2 separate regions of the Rattus norvegicus genome follow, and region 2 is linked to region 1. The links are chromatin contacts, called in public Hi-C maps. All regions are on one chromosome and are shown on one strand. The core of a region is the stretch at or near the end of the contact, and the rest is flanking DNA. Distances in the headings are between cores, read along the strand shown.

Region 1 (3,917 bases), core at 346-2,845:
CATAAAGCCAGGCACAGCATGAGTGCATGCATGTGTGTATACACTCGAGTGTTTTCCCAGCATGCCTATGGCCTGGTAGGATCATTGCTGGAAGCTCGATAATCAGCTAACATGGTCTGGCATATACATAAGCAAACAAGAGACCCTACCTCAGGAAGTCAAGAACCACCCAGGTTCCACACTTGAAACATGGCACCGGCACCAGCACTCACATAGATTAACATGTGGGCATGCACACATACACCATACATACAACCCACACACAAGATAAAAGCAACAATACCCTGCCTTCCATAATAACATCACTGTGCACGTAAGAAGCTGTGCTATAAAATATCATCTCAGAGAGTATCCCAGGGTAGAAACTTGCAAGTCATGGGAAAACACCATCTATTCTTTCAGTCGGAAGCTTTTTCAAGCAGGGATCGTGTCTACTTTACCTACAAAAATTTGGCAGAAATACAGAATTCCACACATTGTTGATAAAGTAACCTCAAGTGGACTTTTCTTCTTTTTCTAAAGTAAGGCTCTCCTTTTTCTAAAGTAAGGCTCTGTGTAGTGTCTCCCCTCCTGCTCCCTGAATTTTAGTGTTAGTAAGAAAGTGCGAGTATTCTGTTTGACTAACAAAACATTTACCAACAATGCTGGTCTAACAGCAGCACAAGTGTCTCATTTAACACCCAGAGCTTCAGAGGATCAGAGAGGTTAAGCTACTTGCCAGAAGTCACCCAGCTTGCAAGAGGCAGAACCTGGCTGAGACCAGGTCTGTTTGATGCCAAAGTCCAATACTCCCAAGATCCCCTTGACCTCCTGGCAGGGTGTGCAGTCACTACCACACCCTTCCTCAGGGAAACAGCTCCCAGCGGCAGAGATCCTTCCCTAGAGCCAGGAACTAAAAGAAGATGAGCCTAGAAGGAGTTGTTTCTTGCTTACCACATATGCTCTTAGACCAATAGACTTTAGAAAAGAAACTCCCGGGGAGACCCCTGACCCCGCTTCTGACCCTGACCCCGCTTCTGACCCCGACCCCGACCCGACCACGACCCCTAGAGTGAGCAAGAACAAAGGCCAGCCACATCAGGCTAGGCTCCCTTCTGTCACGAGCTCTATTAACTCAGGCTGACCTGCTTGCCTTTGGAGCAGTCTTGGTGCACCAATTGCCCAAACTCTGTCTTGCTCCCCTTCCTTCCCCTCCCCACTGCCCTGGGCTCCCTCGATTCAGCTGTTCTTTGCTCTCAGGCCTTCTGGCCTACCTTCCTTTTCCTTGACTTTTCTTCAGAAACCTTTCCATAAAGGAACATACAGAGTCCTACCATCTCCTGCAGATTGTTGAAATCCGACTGGTGGCCTTTAGCTGGCAAAGTAACATTCCAGACCACTTGTGGCTAAGGCTTTGTCTCCACATCATTGCCGGTCTGTGGAGAGGAACGGCCTCATTTCACATGGACCCTAATATCTTGCTCCTCTGAATGTGCCAGAAGTTGAGGGACTGATGCTGAAGCTGTCCCTGGAAGCTGTCAGCTGGACCCCATAGTCACGGTCAGGCAGACTCCCGCTCCAGCCTCTGGGCTTTTACCGAGGCTGAACATCTCTGGCTCTGGCTTTTTGCTCTGCAACAGTGCTGAATAATCTAGAGAAAGAATGTCTTGAGGTCAATATCTCTGTGGTTTCATTGGCTGCTCTCCCAAATAAGGAATTCTCGGATTCCTGCATGCCAAACTCCTCCAAAGCAACTTTGTAACCAGATGGACGCTGGCTGCCTTTGTGAAGTCTCTGGGTGTGTTCTCTGGAAGGCCTGGGACCCTCACTAGCTGCTGTTACAGGGTTGGTACTAGGGAAGCCAAGCCCACCTTGAGGGCATCACGAAGAATTCCCCCCCAAAACATTTGCTGTGATAGTGTGGTGATCAGTCCCACGAAAGTTTTCCCTTGAAGAGTTTGAGACAAAAACAAAAAGGAGCATGCCTCACCCCCATCTAGGTCACTCGGAGGCCAAGTCTGCACGAACCGTAGTATTAGCACATATGCTGTGCACTCCATACTATTTGATCACAAACATGCGTATTTTACTCATGTGACAGGAAATACCATTTGCACAATATTAAACCACAGCACAGTCTCCCAGCACCTTCGAAAATTACCAGCTCCATTCCCAACCCACCCCTCCCTTGTGGCAATTAACCTTCACTTTTCCTACCGGCTGAAGCGTGTTTCCTTATCTGTCCCCTTCCTTGGTTCTGAGAGTAGTGACAGATGCTCTCTGACCAGACTCTTACCGAGTCCAAAGCCTGCTTCTAAAAGAGTCCCATCAATTGTGCCCATGGAAACCTGAGCAATTGGGAACAGTGTTTAAATTTTCGTCCTCGTTTTAGGATGACAACCCCCTACCCTCCCCACCCCTACCCTACCACCCCTCACCCTCAGCCACCACCCCCACCCTGGCTCAGAATGTCTGCCTGAGAAAACTCAGGGCTACCTAAAGACTGTGTATCCACCAGCTCTGGAGACCTGGCCCTGGGCTCCAAGGGAGAGCAGGAGCTGACTCTGAGAAAGCCCGTATGTAACCATTTCACGCTCCTGTGGACCACCCACTCCCACTTTGTGGAGTCCAGCCTGGGCTGCACAAGTCAACACTGGGCTGAGGGCAGTTGAGTTGATACTCTTTCCCTTGCTTCTGGTTACAATCCCTACTTCCCCTCACATGTGAGCAGATAGCAAACCAAACCACCCCCGGAAGGGTCTTCACAGGAACTCAACTTTGGAGCTGGGTAGGGCACTATGATTTTAAATTGTATTGTTTGGGGCGGGGGAGGGGGGAGCTGTCTGTTTGCTGTTGTATTGGTATCTTGATGTGTCCCGATGCTGGGGGTAGAAATCACAACCCTACCTGTGCTAGGCATGAGCTCCACCAGAGTTGTACCCTCAACTGTGCATTTTTATGTCTTGTGTCCTGACATTTGAACAGGTATTCACCACTATCATACACACTACAGAAACTTGAAAAGTGGAAGCCCAGAGCCTCAGTTTCTCATCTGCCCAATGGTGACATGTACATTTACTTCCCAAGCCCAGCATGGAGGCTCAGACCCTAGGAGCCTGAGGCAGGAGTGTCCTAAGCCCAAGGCCACCCTGCACTACACAGTGAGCTCACTGGGTTAACCTGTATAGCCTGAGATGAACGAGCAAACAAGTGAGTTTGACCTCACCTCATTGCCTCATAGTAAGAAGCTTTGTTACTATCTGTTACTATTTGTTACTATCTGTTGCTATTTGTTACTATTTGTTACTATCTGTTACTATTTGTTACTATCTGTTGCTATTTGTTACTATTTGTTACTATCTGTTACTATTTGTTACTCTCTCCCTGTTTCCCCTCAGCCCTTAGTCTGTAGAACACACCCGTTCTTCTAGTGAGGAGGAAGGTAAGGAGCTCTGGAGGAGGCTGGAGAAGTATTAGCCGGATTGATAGAAGTCCTATCTATAACAGTCTCTGCTCGGCCTCACTCAGGACCGTGTCCTACCTCTGGTTATGAAGGTGCAGTTTCCATGTTGGAGCTTGAATTCCCCTCAGGGCTGTTTCTTTGTTGTTGGCCTAATGTTTGCGTACCCACAAAATCCATAGATCAGTATCCATTGAAACTCTAATTTCAACGTGATAGTGTTTGGAGATAGGGCCTCTGGGGGCGAATAGGTAATGCAGTACACTTAGGAGTGGATTATGTAAAAGAAGAGACAGAGAGGAGGAGGGATGGGAGAGCAAAAGTCCAGCTTGCTGTCTTCATTATCAACTTAACTGGGCTTATAATCTTCATGGAAGCACACACACCTCTTGATGTGCTACAAGAGTATTTCTAGGAAGTTTTCACTGAAGAAGAAAGACCCACCATAAATGTGGGTGCTGGGTGGAGGCCATGCAAA
Region 2 (4,019 bases), core at 896-3,395, 34 kb after region 1:
AGACTGAGATTCACTGTTCCTGTGTCCCTTGTGTCTACCATCAGCTTCTGGAGGTTTGGAGGGGACAGTCCCTCTCAGGAAGGCCATAGCTAACTGGAGAGGCACGCAGAAAAGAATAGCACTTGGAAAAGTCACTACCACTTACAACAGCTTTCTGAGAGCAGATTATAAATCATGTCATCTTTGAAACAAGCAGTATGGCCTTAATTAGTAGCTTAGGGTAGCTAAGCTGGTGAAAGAAATCTCAGGGAAATTTTGACACTTTCTGGGGAGCAAACAGACATGAAACTCTCAGAAGACTTCTCCAGTTAACTGAAAACTGCTTCCTCTTTTACCTTATGTTCCTACCCTCCTGTGACCCTACGTCACTCTGGAGATTGCCACCTTTCAGATCTTTTCTTCTTTCTGGCCTGTTTGAATGTACAACGCTCATCTCTATAGGATTCTGTCTGGCAAAGTCTTTTTATATTAAAATCCAGTGGTAAACTGCTTAGCCTATCCTCACGTAAGCCACTGCAGCCATGCACCAGCTGGGACCCCATTTCATTCCAGCTGCATTCGCCTGCTGTGCACTACATGGACCCTCGGAGGACGCCTTCCTCCTTTTTACTCAGAGCTTCCCTTTTCGTGGAAACCACTGAGAACTTTCATGGAGGTCCCTGAACTCACACAGCAGTGGGGTTCTGTTTTAAACACCTTCTCTGCTATTGTCTTTGTGACCTTGGAAAACCTATTAGATGGAAAAGATATAGAAGTGGCCTGTCCAATCACCAGGAGTCAAAGCATTCAGGATTCAGTATTACGAGGAGATCTCCAAAGTTTCTGTTGGTAGACACAACAAAATTAGTCAGCTAAAGCTACTAGGATCAACATACCTTCATGAGGAGGGCAAGGTTTGGCCTCAAATGTTTAATGAGGCCATTATTTCTCTCTCAAACTTTACAGCAATAGTCTCTAAATGACAAGAACCATTCAAGACAATGGGATGGCTTTGGGGGAAACTATTTAAAAAAAAAAAACAAACAAACCCGAGCACAGACATTTCACATGCATGATACATTCTGACACGAGCTAAGTAGCTTTTCTAAGTCCTTTTCTGAGGGAATTCAAGTACACTCTGTAGATTGATGTCATTATGCAGGTGAAGGCAGGTACAGGATAGAAGAGGCTTGTCATTGGACAAGAAGGATGGGAGGGAGTAAAGTTTTAGAGAGGAGGAGACCAGTGAGAGGAGAGGGAGCAGCTGAGAGAGCAAGGAGGCAGATGTTAAGATTCCTCTCTGCACATTTACAGGTTGTTATGACTATTCTTAAGGGATGGATGTGTACAGGATTTTGTGTGTCTAGACGAACAAATTATATCTTATCTAGGTGGGTGGTTTATATCCTTATCAATTGGTTGTAAGTTAATCGAGTGGATGTATTGTACGTTGAGCATTTAACATACAAATCTGGTTGTTGGGTCCCCGTTTGTTGAGTGACAACTTAACTGGGTTGTTGGGAGTGTGAGCAGAGTCTGTGACAGGAAGTCATACCAGGCTATAGAATGCTTGGGGCTAGCATGGCGTGGGGCTACGCTAGCAGGATCCTCGGAACTCGATGGTAACAGGCGTGGTAACAACTCGCCAAGGCGACAGCGTGCGAAAGCAGCTGGCAGAGAAACAGCTAGAGCATGCAGATTCGTGCGGAGTGGGAACTCTCGGGAACCAGGTCATGTACCTATTTAATTACACTGCAACAACCCTTGAGAGGGGAATTCCTGAGCTGAAAAGCCCACATCTTCACATCTTCACCACATCAATGCCAGCCAGCCATCGACTGGTAGTCTTTTATCATGAGGATGACACTCCTTGCCTGTCTTGAGCCAAGCTGGCTGCTGGCTACAGCTGGTCCATGGCCCTCGCCTGTGAAGTACCTGATGAGCGTTTACTGACTGCCTTCGGTGTACAAGATACACACTGCTCAACGGCAACAATCTGAGCCTAGCGCTGGTCCCCGCCTCCAGCTCTGGCCGCTGTTGGGGCCGATGACACACATTAAAACACAAAGGGAAAATAGTCCAAGTAGCCCAACTGAAGGGATGACTAAAGAACTTAAGAAAGGTTAGAATGATGCATGCCTATAGCACGCAGGAGGAGACGCCAAGGAAGGAAGCCCATGAATCAGGGCCCAGCAAGGAGGAGGAGAGCGTGGGGGAGCGGGAGGGAGAGAGGCAGGCAGGCCAAGGGGGACTACTCTTTAGTATTTGAGCAGGGTGTGACTGCCTTGTGTTGTGGACTAGATTATGCTGTGTCTACTCTTGGGCCTCAGAGATCTCCCTCCTGGGCCATTCCACTACACTCCTGGTGTTTCAGAGAGGACTGGGGAGTTCAGGGATTATTAAAGCCCCCAGCAAAATAAACAGCGAGGTTCCAATTGGGGAGTTGCCTTTCGAGGCCCCTCCATTGACGGGCTCCCCCACGCTTCTGCTGAGTTTCCCTGCCTTTTCATGGAAAAGTTGTCCAAAAGTTCTCTTGCCTTTTCTTCCAAAGACTTAGAAGAACAGAGCTATAATTGCCAGCTAGCCTCCTAACTTGGAGCTAATTACCAAACTGCTCAGAAATGTAAGGCAGAGGGCGCTGTTTGCTGACAGCCTCCCCCCTCAGATCACCTCTGAGGACAGGACTCCCGGCCGAGGACAGAAACTTCCTCTGTGTACACAGACTGGACGACTCTCTGGCCTGACCCTCGGATAACTTCTCAGCATCATCTCCATCTATGGTTTCTCTCCGGGTTGGAGTTACGGAGTGGCTTGAGGCCTTTAAGAGCGGGGACGGCTGGAGAGATGCCTGAGCAGTTGGAGCACTTGTTACCCTTAGAGGACAGAGGTTCAGTTCCCAGCACCGACCTGGTGGCTTACAAGCATCCACAGCTCCGGGTCCAGGGAGTGAGCTCTCTTCTGATCTCCAGGGCACCAAGCAAGCTCACACGCACAAATTCAGGCTAACCCTCATGTGCGTAAAATCACGTAAATAAATCTAAAAGATACTGTTTTTAAAGACCAGAGCCAACCACAGGGGATAACACTTAGTCCACCTGAGGATTTTCACAGTAGAGAAGGTTTCTGACCAACTGAGGAAAGCTTTTGGTTGCTCTCACTGGGTGGCTTCAAGCTGGTTGTTTCCAGTTTTACTGGCTTGCAGAGGCTGTGCTATGGCTCAGTTGCTTCGGTTTGTAAGTTGTTTGTTTGTTTGTTTTTAATGCAAACGCTAGTTACTTCTGTCTTGCAGTAACTAAATACTTGGCAGGAAAAACTCAAGGGAGGAAAGGTTTATTTTGGCTAACGGGTTTGGAGAGACGTCAGTCCGTCCCGGAAGGGAAGCACAGCAGCAGAGCATGTGCCAGGGCCGTCCACTTCTCTGTGGTCCAGGAAGCAGAAAGAGCAGGCTAGACGGTGGGCTTATAACCCAGTGGCCTTCTACCACCTACAGTCTTCAAAATGGCCCACAAGATGGGCCCTGCATCCAAAGCACGGCCCTGTGAGAGGCGTTTCAGGTACTAACCATGACAACGGAGTAGGAATCAGAAGCAGTCATGTTACAAGTCACATCGGTTTACCCAACAGTGTCTTAACCACCTCACAAAAAGCAGCGGCTCTGTGTGGAGAACTGAACATTCTCGGTATACAGAACAAGCTATCCCTTGGTGGGGTGGCTCTCACATGCTTGCCCGGCTGTTATCTGCCAACGAAGTTACCATCGTCCTGTTAAAGCCCATTTTATAGATTTTATCAGCTCTGAGAGCCAGCAGCACTGCATCTGACAACTTAATGCAGGTGATACTGACGAATGACAATTCAGCAAACAGCAAGACATATTCATCCGTCTCTCAAGCTGTGTCTGAAGGCTCTCCACACTGCCAGCCTCTTGAGTGCGCACAGCCTGCCAGGCATCAGGAGCCAGCTAATGAGGTGATAGACCTCCCTTACGGTCGGACAGTCTTTGTTTCCCCCACTGGAATTTCTTAACCACATTTTTTTTC

What was found. Hi-C and Micro-C count contacts between places; a contact is called where the count stands out from the background.
Region 2: a Hi-C map of the A7r5 cell line shows a contact between it and region 1, with 3 times the contacts expected there. The contact joins the enhancer-like site here to the promoter of Ston1 in region 1. A contact is called at or near these places in 5 of 12 Hi-C or Micro-C datasets (the A7r5 cell line, the Rat2 cell line, Schwann cells and 2 more).

Annotation. Positions count from the first base shown.
Region 1 is chr6:11,614,040-11,617,956 of GRCr8, forward strand. It overlaps Ston1 (stonin 1), which reads right to left and starts at 1,596. Exons shown (of 4, transcript NM_182954.2): 1 at 1,314-1,596. The region is part of intron 2 of LOC120103455 (a long non-coding RNA gene); the gene reads left to right.
Region 2 is chr6:11,647,411-11,651,429 of GRCr8, forward strand. All of the region lies in intron 2 of LOC134479304 (a long non-coding RNA gene), which reads left to right. Among named protein-coding and RNA genes, the nearest start is that of Ston1, 34 kb to the left of the region's middle. Within about 2 kb of position 2,146, at least 2 of the 93 cell types and tissues checked have an H3K27ac peak or open chromatin away from gene starts, as enhancers often do. A contact at or near this core is called in the A7r5 cell line, where this site is marked.